3 separate regions of the Gossypium hirsutum genome follow, and all the other regions are linked to region 2. A link is a contact called in public Hi-C data. All regions are on one chromosome and are shown on one strand. Each heading gives the region's core, a stretch centred on a gene start, on an enhancer-like site or on the middle of the called end of the contact. The rest is flanking DNA. Distances are from core to core; before and after follow the strand shown.

Region 1 (4,097 bases), core at 186-2,685, 170 kb before region 2:
TCTGCTTGCTTCACTTTTGACAATTGTAGCACATAAGTATAATCTATAGGGATGCAAGTCAGTGAAAGTAATGTTTTTGTTCTGGTTCTTCTAATTGATCAAATATCTATGAGAAAAATATATCATACTATTACCATTTGCTTTCCATCAATATTCCTTCAGATTCACATCTTTACAATTTTATAAATGTTTGATCAGGTAAATAAGGAAATTGTGAAGATCCAAAGAGTAACTGCCCCTGTTGGACAGATGCAGCTTAAGAGCCTTATCGAGGCCCATGTTGTAAGTTCACCTTGAATTGTCCAACAATCATAATGAACCAGCACAATGAACACTTTGACTTGTCACATATTTCTTAGGTTAAGAGCCACTGCTTGCTGACAAGTGGGCAGTGGCAGAGCCACTTAAGACTGTGGTCTGGCTAAGTTTTAGTATTCTCTTATGTACATGGTGAATTTAGTTTAGGCTCTTCAAATGGTACATGAAAACTAATCTGCCCCCCTCAAAAATCTAAACCTCGAGTATAAAATGCTGTTAAAATTTATAGGAATTTCTTTTATATGAAGTAATATTTTAAAAATTCAAGATTCCCAAAAGATTAAATATTGAAATCGTGATGATTAACAGTTTTTTTGTATAGTATATTCTTCAAACAAAATCTGTTCCTACTAATGTTAAGTGATTTGTCCATTAGCAAATAGTTGTCACAAACACATCAATAATACCTTTCTTTTATATGCTGAATTGTGATGTATATATATATATATGCACACATGTATATTCTATTCTTTTGTTTCAAAATTCGTATTAGATTTTCCAAACGAAAATGAAGTCTTGAATACACTAGGCTATAAATCAGTAATATGAATATAGAAATATATAGTCATTTATTATGATTTTTGCTAATTGTAATTTTATCCCCTGCTGCTTCTTATATTACGGAAAACACTTTGATTTTCTTTATTTTCTGAGTGAATTAATCAAGGACATTCTCTTTTTCAATTTGAAGACTACGATTATAATATCAATACTATCTCATGTAATGATTATTGCCATTAACTTTAAAAACTACTTTTACAAATGTCGGATTTTCTATTGCGGTATAAGTTCTTTATGTGCTTTGCCTTTATTTTCTTGAACAATGTCCTTACTTTAAATCTTCATGGTGAAGGAAAAAACTGGGAGTGCCAAAGGCTCTATGATTTTGCTTGAATGGGACAAGTACCTATCACTGTTCTGGCAGCTGGTTCCACCTAGTGAAGAAGATACCCCGGAGGCTTGTGCTGAGTATCAGAGCACAGCTTCGGAGAAGGTGACGTTGCAGTCAGCCTGAGTTAATGATCAGACCATATGTTCTCTTAGAGCATTATTCTTGCCCCACACTGTACAGATCAACCAAAAGGGGATTGTTGTGGGCGTCGTGAATGAATGCTATCTTGCTTGTGGGAGTTCAGTGCGGGGAGAGGAAGAACTTCGGTAGTATATGGTGTCAGCATTTGGTCTTTGTCAATCCATCCGAAAGCATTCAACCTCCAGGTGTTATAGCAGTTATGTAGTCATCATGCTTGAAAGTTGTAGATTCAGATTAGTTTAGTTTAGTTTAGTTTTCATAATATTGTCCAAGGTTTATTTGGGTGGCACGCTACTCGCTGCCCTTTTTCCATCCAATTGAACTTGGTTTGTTCTACGCTCGTATTCAGTGCCATTACTTATCGTACTTTGGGTCAAAGTGTATTTTTTATCTTCACTATTCTGTCAGCCAACTGAAAATAAAAGCCTTGCGATGCCAATTTGTCTGAATACTAGTTTCACAGAGCCCAAATGGACGAGGACATGACTATCTTGTATGGCAATTATCCTACTACCATGATATGCTAATTGTGCATCCATCTTATAAAAATAAGTGCAAAACAGGTCAAAATGGAATCTGTTGGTTTGAAGAGCTTCCATTTAAGGGTATTTTGGCTTGGCTTTAGATAATGTGTATTATATTAGTTTATCAGTAATCAAACTGACTTAATAAAAAAGGTCCATTTGAAAGGATTAGACTTGGACAAGATGAAGGGGCAACCACTTGGATGAGTTTACATAGTATTTGAGAGCTTTAAATGTAAAAAAAATGATGAGACCTAGAACCAAGGGAGCTGCTGTAAATGTTTTCCTGATTAGAGCTGTGAGGATAACGTCGGAGTTTGTCACTTCAACCAAAGACATTTTAGCAATTAAGTTGTAAGTTAGGATTCATTAATTGAGTTGCTGCTGCCATCTTTTTTATGGATCAAATGCCCTTTTAAGGTATAAGGATGAAATTGAAATGATAGATTAGTGTTCCCACGCCCCTTTTGGTTGAGTAACGAACAAAGATAATCATAGGATTCTAACCAACTCTCTAAAATATGAACCTAGCAAATTAGAGTGTTAAAAGTTGCAAGCTTGATGTTGAGTTGCTGCAAATCTTTGAAGCTCAAACAATAATTGAATCTTGAAAGAAAAACTCTCTTGAGTAATTTTATTAATAATAAAAAAACAAAAACAAAGGTACATATCCTAATGGCGATCATGCCTTCCTATATATAGTTTAAAATTGGCTTGCAAGTTAAGAAACTCTAAACCTCTTAAGATTTAGTCAACTATCTTACAATGCATGCAAGCTAATTCTTCTAAGACCTACTCAAACTACTTGACATGCAAGTATGTAGCATTTGCAAATATTTTTATTGATTTGTATCAGCCACTTGCTTGCCAAGTAATCAATTATTTAACTCTAAGAAATAAAAAAAGTAAAATAAATAGACTTACTTGGAGTGTAATTTTCGGGCATGTGCAATGCCTTTTACTAGAAATGAGGGTTAAACTTATTACAAAATTCTCCAAAGTTACTTGATAAATAATAAAATTGCTAGCTTCCTTCGACGGGAATGGGAGGTGCAGGTAACACGAAGGGAATCGGCTAGATGCAATAGCGGTTATGGCACTTGGGAACCATTATGGGATTCTTGTCTTTCCACAAGCTCCTATGGATGTGCTACAATTGCTACAAGATTATGAGAGTGGTTTAGAGAGGATGAGAAGGGTCTCTGTTTAGTTTAAGTTCTCTTCAATACAAAAAAGAGTCTTACTTGACACATACTTGAGTCTGCTCTCCAAGTTTCTAGAGATTTGAAGATGATTCTAGAACTTCAGTTTGAAACTCACTTGAAATAAAGCTTTAAACAAAACCTTGAATTCCATTCTCCAATTGTTTAGTCTTTGTAATAGGGCCCAATTGACCCAATAACCAAATTACAGACCCAACAATAGATACAGGCCCAAACCATTAAACCAAAAATCCCAAAATAACCCTGGCCCAAAGCAAAGTTAAACCAAAAAACCCTAGAGTAGTAAGCAGCGCCGCAGCAAGCCCCGTTTCCAGCATACTCTCCAGGCGTCGCAGGACTCGGAGTCGACCACCTTTGCGCGCGCTGAAATCTCTAGAACTCCTACAAAAACGGACTAAGAGTCCACAAAGAAGAACATTGTAAATCAATACATTTTCTTAGGCTATAAAAGGCCTAGATCTGTACATTGAAAGAGAGGGATATTTGGATAGGGAGTCGAGAATAAAAAGCAGTAAAAAACTTGTTTTTTTAAAGGTGATTTCTTCTTGTTATTAAAAGTGTTTATCGTTTTTACATTTTTTTATTTTCTTTTACTTTTCATTTTGTTTCGTTTAAAATAACAAGGGAAAAGGAAAGGAAAACTTACCTGAAAACGCCGTGCCACCGCCATCTCCGTCGTGATCGGAGTTTTGGTGAGAGGGCCGATCGAGCGGCGGCGCAAGGACGCTAGGGTTCCTAACCCTAGCAGAGCAAACAAAAGGGGGGGCCTCTGTTTTTATTGTATTTTTTTTCTTTTTCGGTTGCAACTGATTTTGAAAAGAAAATTTGTTTTAAATAAAGGATCAAAACGGCGCCGTTTTAAGCCTAGTGTGACCCGCGCGTTGACCCGACCCAGGGAGGATTCGCGCGTTTTGAATCTTGGGGATATTTGCGCAATTGACCCCTCCTACTTGCAGCGCATTTCAATTAACTTGTTTTGGTTTTTAGAAATAGGGCCGC
Region 2 (3,542 bases), core at 89-2,588:
ATCATTCATTTGGCACAAATACAATATCATGATAATAATAATATAAAACCATAATAATGGTCAATAATTATAATAATTATATACATGTAATATTTATATATAACTTAAATAAATCTTGGATTTTAATGCATGTATGCCGCCTCATTTTATATAAATGGCTTAATTGCCATTTTAGCCCTTTTTACTTTCTTTTAATCTATAATTAGACTTTCATTCTTTATTCAATTTGATCATTTTTCCTAATTATTCTTAATTAGACTAAATTCACCTAATTAATACGTAATTAAGCACTAAACTAAACTCATAATTACTTCTAATAATTATTTATGACTCAGTTTACTAAGACGGGGGCCCGATAATGTACTTTTCCGGTATCCTCTTTTATGCACGTTTAGTTACTATTTTATGCACAATTTCTCTATTCACGTTCATCATTTCCACATCACTATCACATTCACACTTGATGCACTTACAAGTGCCACTACAATGCTCAATGAGCCACAATCATTTTAGTTCACATAGATGTGCATTAAACCAGTAAACCACTTATCATATACTGATATTTTCACTTATTACTTGCTATATTATCACATCTCATATCCAATCACACATCACATGAACACCATTTTTCAAAATGAGGCAAAGGTATAAAAACACTTACATTTGGAACTTAGGATATGTGTTTAGGCTAACCTAAGCTCCCAATTAACTCAATGAATCATGCGTACAAATAATTGGTCCTCTTCTTCTTTAACTGCAACATGTGCTCCATCTTGCTATTGATTTCTTGTTTCCTTGAAGAACCTCTAATGTGCCCCATCAAGTTGCACCTTCTACAGTTCACATCTGGCCTTCTTCAACACCTAAAATAGAGATGGTTTTGCTTTCCACAATACTTATATGAAGAGTACTTGTTGGAATTTCCAACACCACTACCTTTTGTAGTAACTTCTGAACCACTATTGCCACTACTCTTCTTCCTATTCCACTTATGGTCCTTTCCTCCTTCACCCTACTGCATCTTAGCCTTTAATGCTCCTTCTATGCTTCCTTCCTGCCTTAATAGCCTCCTCTGCTCCTTTGCTTGTAAAGTACTGATCAACTCCACTACACTCAGCTGAGTCAAGTCTTTGGTGTTTTCCAAAGAAGAAATTGTTGCTTCATACTTCTCAGGCACAAAAACTAGTTTTTTTTGCACTAGTCTACGATCAGAGAGATTCGTCTTAAGAACCATTACCTTGTTAGCAATATCTATCAGCTTGTCTAAGTATTCTTTGATTGACTCAGACTCCTTCATCTGCAGCCTCTCGAATTCTCTGATCAAGTTCAAAAGCTCCATGCTCTTAATCCTCTCATCTCCTTAATACTTAGCCTTGGGGTAGTCTCATATCTCCTCTGTTGATCCAAAAGCCATAAATCTATTGAATATGGTTGGTGAAATAGTAGCTTAAAAGCAAGCGTTTTCTTTTGCCTTTCCTTCTTGGTGGTTCTCTCGTTATGCAGTTTAATCTGGTTCATAGTTCGATTGTTGAGAAGTAGAGTCACCTCATAGTCTTCCTCAACAACTTTCCAATAATCACAACCCTTCATGTATGCTTGCATTCTCATAGCCCATGTTTGATAATTCTCTCCATCAAACACAAGTAGGGCTAGAATAGACAGGTTGCTTGATCCTAATTCCATTTTTCTCAATTCCTCACAAGTGTATCTCTTAGTTTTTCTCTCATGATTCTCACAGGGCTTCTCTCATAGGTCCCTCAAGAAAAAAGGTTATTGATACCACCATTGTTTCAGCAAAGAGCTAACTGAAGGCATAAAAACTGAAAATGGAGAAGGATGATCAAAATTCATTAACCAAGCAATGCTTATATACATGACTCAAGCTAACAAACTCTAACAAACCTAGCCCCCTACTTTTACTAAAAAGCTTACAATCTCCCTAGTACTTTGACAAAGACTTTCTTAATGAAAAAGAAAGACTTTGCAACCCTTGAGACACTAACATAATCATATTTACCACCTTGCATGTCCAACTTCTCCAATTTTCTACAAACACAACCCCCTAAATGTGGGTATTGGTGCTTTGGAACGCTTTCTAAAATATTTTAGTGTATGAATGATACATTAAAATATTTTAATGTATGTTATTTTTTAAGTGTATTAGAACTTAATTGCTTTGTATAAAATATTTTAATTTTGCTATCTATGAATTATATAGTATATATTATATATATGTGAAATTATATATGATTGGATTGTATTATTAAAAAATACCAATTTTTAATAAATTTTAAAAATTTAGATGTGTTTATTAAGGGAATGCTACTAGCAACCTCGTTTTGCGGCGTTTGGAAGAAAGAATGCCATAAAAAGCTTGGAAGTCATGACTTTATCCACTAACCAGGTGGATTTGCTCCTTTATGTTGTCGTGACATTGCTTCCTTCAAGTCGTAGTGCTTGCCATTTATTTCTCCATAATTTTCATTTAACATCCTTCTTAACTTACACAATAATTGCAACATATTAAAAATAAAGAAAAATGCATTAAGTTGATTGAGCGCTAATTCAATTGACATCAATGCTATTGCGATAATAAGGAAGATGTGAGCTTGAGCGTTTACACTTTTCCTTTTATTTAAGGATTTAGAGGGTTAAGAATAGAAAATTGCATTGTATAAAAAGAAAGAAAGAAATGAATGAATTGAAATGATGAAAATTAACAAATAAATACCTAAATTCTAAAACATGCAAAATAACACTAGAAAACTAGTAATATTTCTCTAAAACAAAGATTGACACAAAGGTGAAAGTGTGCTAAAATATAAAACAAATATACAATCATCAGAATCCGACGTGGGTTCAAGTGTAATAAGTGAGGAACCAAGTGTCCTTGCATCTAATGTCCCATTGTCCCTTAGTCTTACTCTTATAGTGAAGTAAAAGTGTTGGGCCTTCGCCACATTTGTTGAGGGCCCTTCGATTGTTCTTAAAGGGTCTCAGTCTCCCAGTCTTCCTGGATTCTAACATGCAAATTTAATTTAAGAGCTAAATTTAAGACAACTCTAGGCAAGTCGTTCTCTAGAAGGAAAAATTTGCCCATTCGGGCTTGTCCTCCCTAACTTTTGGCAATTGCTTTAATAAAGCACAAAGTGCTTTTTATGCCCCAAAAAGGAAGTTAATTACATATCACCTTTTAGTGTTAAAGCAAGATAATGACAAAAGTTTTAGAAAGTAAATAAGCAAGTGGAAACATGAATAGATAATAGAGTTTGCTACAAGCTTTTGAAACATTTTTCTTTTAACTTCATTATTATATGAAACTAGTGTGCATTCACTGCAAATTTAACAAGTTTCATCTTCAAGAGGTTAATTTAAAACTTTATTTTAGAAAAAAAACATTAACTTATTTTTAAATTAAATTACACACTCATAAAATTAAAATTTAACCTGAATTTTTCTATCAATTAATACCAAAAATAAATAAATCTAATATTCAAATAAGGAACATATATCAATCCATAAAAAGACAGGTTGACGTTCAA
Region 3 (3,702 bases), core at 408-2,907, 130 kb before region 2:
AGCGTCAGCTTTGGTAAATGGAAATGAAAAGAGTCTTCGTTCCCATTGGTTGAAGCTAAACAAAGCGATGGGTGTTTGGGAAAGATTTTATGTGCTTACGAGGGAAGCCATTACCAGATATTATCAAGATCTAGATTTAGAAAGCCTTTGGTGCGGAGCATTTAGATGGAAGAAACCCAATTCAAGAAAACCAGAAAATATGATTATACATGACATGTAAATAAACCCTTTTCTTTCTGGGTTATTTGACAATGAATATCGTTTGAACAACATTTCTTTTTACTCGCAAGAAAATAGTAAATCTTTTCAACATCAACTGTAGCCTGTAGAAGGAGAAGTCCAGATGACCGATGAAGAAAAACAGTGAAAGAAAACTGAAGCAATTAATGGTAGAATCAGGCGCTGTAGGAGAAAACTGCAGAAAAAATAACGAAAAAAAATACTAAAAATTCCGTGTTTTTGCAGAAAAGAGAGTTCCTAAATGAACTGAGAGGATAAAATCCAACTACTTTACAAACATGGAAATGAGGATCGGAAATATGTAGAACAAAAAGGTGTTTAGTTAATCGTTAAAAGAAAAAGAAACCCGGTTTGATAATGATGATCATCATCTTCATGTTAATAAGATTACAAAAAAATCCCTTCAATAAAAAAAGATTAAATTACACTTCCCAAAAACCAAGCCTAGTTATTGTCTGGGTACCCAAAAACCCAAAACACAAAGAGTAACAAGACTCCACACACACAAGAATCAAGAATCAGACAGCAGAAAAAGAGAGAGAAGGAAAGTAGTTTGTGAGGGTATGTTGATGATGATTGATGACGAAGAGAGGGAAGGGAAGGGAAGGGAAGGGAAGGGAAGGGAAACCTGAGTAAGCAATGCAAGCTGTTCAACACCAAAGTATCTAGCGGCAGCAAGAGTGTCAAGCGCAAGATCAACGGCAGAGGTGCAATGTGTATGCCAACACGCTCTTTCACTACAATTAGGCCTTGCCTCATGCTTTTGAGGCACAATAGAGACCTGGCCACTATACAAGAACTGTAACAATAGCAAGAACACTTCATATCCCACTGAGTTCACGGGTATAACACCGGGCCTAGACCCTGCTGTTGATCCGCCTCCTCGGTTCATCCTCGAACCAACCGGGTCTAAACCAGCTGGAGGATCAGGTCCGCAGAAGAATTTCCTAAAGAAGAGACTCCTTGCAGCTAAAATACACCTGTGGGCATGAACTAACCGACCCTCTACACTGAAAGTTACATCAGAGAAAGCTTGGCCATTGATGAGGAGGTTGAGGTAGTCGAGGGAGAGAGATCTTAAAGACTCGTCAAGGCTACTCATTTTAGGGTTGTTTTCCCAGAGGAATACAAATAGAAAAATCTTCTCTTCTTGGATAAACAAGTGTGTTGTTGAATCAAGTACACGAAGAAGAAGAAGAAGAAGAAGAAGAAGAAGTTAGAGAAATAAGTAGGGATTTAGATGATGGTTTCATTTGAAAGAAACGGAGGTTACTGTAATTGGTTTTTGTATTGAGAGATTCTTTCCTCTCGATGAAGTGGTGTGGGTTTTTGTCGATAGAGATATATTTTTTTTGATAGACAGAGAAAAGAGAAAACTTTAGAGATAGAAAGAGGGAGAGAGAGAGCAACATGGGTGGCTGTTTGGGGCGGCTGAGCTATTTAAAATACACAATTTATTTATTGGAAAATTAAAAGAACAAAAAGAAACTATTTGTTTTTTGTTTATACTATTAAAAATAATACATGGGGGTAGGGTAGGATGCTGGAGAAATGATGATGGGAATGGGATACATGGAAAAACTTTGTTACAATTGTCCTCATCATTACCTCGTGTTTTACTATTATAATTTTACTCAACTTACCTATTAGCAGCATTTATGTTCTCTACCAAACCAACTAAATTAATCTTATTTTGCTCTCAAACAAATCAAGCTTAATTTAAGAGTATTTCAACTAACTAAACTAACCTAGTTTATAATATATTTAGGTAAATTAAAAAAATTATTTTTTTACGTTTTAGTCATTTACGTTATCATTTTGTTACAAAGTGGTCACTTTGCCATTAAGCTTCGCTACCTCCCTAACGACAATCCTACGTGGCAGTCTAAATAGGTTTTAAATGCCAATTTGGATGTCCAATTGAGACGAGAATAGATTTTTAAATTTAATTAATTAAAAAATTTAAATTAAGTACACCTTGAACTGGAAAAAAAATCATTCTTCTTTTTCTTTTAGTTTTCTTTTCCATTTTGATTGAAAAAACTATTCACATCCCAGTTGGGCATCTAAGTTGGCATTTAAAACCCATTTGAACTGTCACGTAAGATTGTCGTTAAAGAGGTAATGAAACTTAACGGAAAATGACTACTTCATAACAAAACGATAACGTAAGTGACTAAAATATAATGTGAGACAAACAAAAATGACTAATTTTATAACTTATCCAAAATATTTATGTCAAATGGAATCTAATCTTCCTTTATAAATCTTTCTTATCCGTTTCAACTCTCTCATCATGTTTGAATACGTATATACATCCATATATATAATAAAATAATAAATAATGTAATTTGAAAAAATATTGGGAAAAAAAATGCCAACTCTCGTTTGAGAGTTGAGCCTTCAACTTGTATTTAGGTAAAACTTCTAACAATGCTTCTTCTATATATATAAAAGAAATTATTTTCAAATACTCTGTTTTTTTTATAATCATATATGTTTTTATTCGTTTTACGCACGAAATATAATTTTATTTGGGCCGAAAGTGATATTCAAAAATTTCAAAAAATTTAAATTAAAATACTGAAAATAAATTTAGTGGTTAAAAATTAGTTAATTCATTTATAAACAAAAGCAATAATATAAATTTAACCTTTTTTTCAACCTATAACACATAATATTAATTTATAAACAAAAATATAAATTTATTTTGAAGGACAAACTTTAATGTAAAATACAAATACATAAATCTATGTATACCTAATAAATTACCAAACATTTCAAAGGTCAAAGCTACGTTGGCTCCATATTGTCTCCCCTTTTAACATAACCCTATGCAACCACCAATAAGGGTGTAATGGCATTGTACCAAAAGAAAGAAAGAAAGAAAAAAACCATGTAGCCTCAATTCACTTCATCTTCTACCGGAGATGTCCCATTTACAAGTACATATGCAACCTTGATCTTTTTAGCTTACCTTCTAGAGGAGCAATCTCAACTTAAAGGATATTTTCATTGTTTTTAATTTATTCCTAATGTTACTAAGTTGAGCTTTGGTTTGCTTATATGATGTAAAGGTCTAGGCCTATATTATAAAAGAAGGTTAATCCTTTGTTTTCATCTAAAAGATTTTCAATAATCTTTTAGAAAAAAAGGTTTGGAAATTACTTCAATTACAGTTAACATTTGTATTTTTTTTCTAGTATGTGAATTCTTTTTGTTGTACTGCTTATTGTGTATGTTAGGTCGAACAATACTAAGAGATAGTAAATCGAGATTTTGAAAATTTTTTTACAAACTTTCTAAATTAAAAAAAAAAGAAGGAGAGAGAATAGTTTGAACACTTGAATTTATAATAGTTTAGCTTCAGTTATTTACCTCCACTACCTTATTATACTTCTACTAAAGATTTTTCAATTTACAAGACTAATATAGAACCTTCCCTTAGTTTTTATGGGTTAA

The links. Hi-C and Micro-C count contacts between places; a contact is called where the count stands out from the background.
Region 1: a Hi-C map of leaf shows a contact between it and region 2, with 2.9 times the contacts expected there. The contact joins the enhancer-like site here to the promoter of LOC107921508 in region 2. A contact is called at or near these places in 17 of 34 Hi-C or Micro-C datasets (anther, callus, fibers and 4 more).
Region 3: a contact with region 2 is called in a Hi-C map of hypocotyl, with 2.4 times the contacts expected there. The contact joins the promoter of LOC107921109 here to the promoter of LOC107921508 in region 2. A contact is called at or near these places in 13 of 34 Hi-C or Micro-C datasets (anther, callus, hypocotyl and 3 more).

The regions. Positions count from the first base shown.
Region 1 is chrD01:60,497,321-60,501,417 of Gossypium_hirsutum_v2.1, forward strand. LOC107921512 (ferredoxin-dependent glutamate synthase, chloroplastic) reads left to right here. Exons shown (of 34, transcript XM_041087544.1): 33 at 199-282; 34 at 1,172-1,800. The coding sequence ends at 1,333. Among protein-coding and RNA genes, the nearest start is that of LOC107921512, 33 kb to the left of the region's middle. Within about 2 kb of position 1,436, at least 2 of the 9 cell types and tissues checked have an H3K27ac peak or open chromatin away from gene starts, as enhancers often do. A contact at or near this core is called in leaf, where this site is marked.
Region 2 is chrD01:60,668,548-60,672,089 of Gossypium_hirsutum_v2.1, forward strand. LOC107921508 reads right to left here and starts at 1,339. Exons shown (of 1, transcript XM_016851353.1): 1 at 1,013-1,339. The coding sequence starts at 1,339. The coding sequence ends at 1,013.
Region 3 is chrD01:60,535,906-60,539,607 of Gossypium_hirsutum_v2.1, forward strand. It overlaps LOC107921109 (BTB/POZ domain and ankyrin repeat-containing protein NOOT2), which reads right to left and starts at 1,658. Exons shown (of 2, transcript XM_016850981.2): 1 at 869-1,658. The coding sequence starts at 1,342.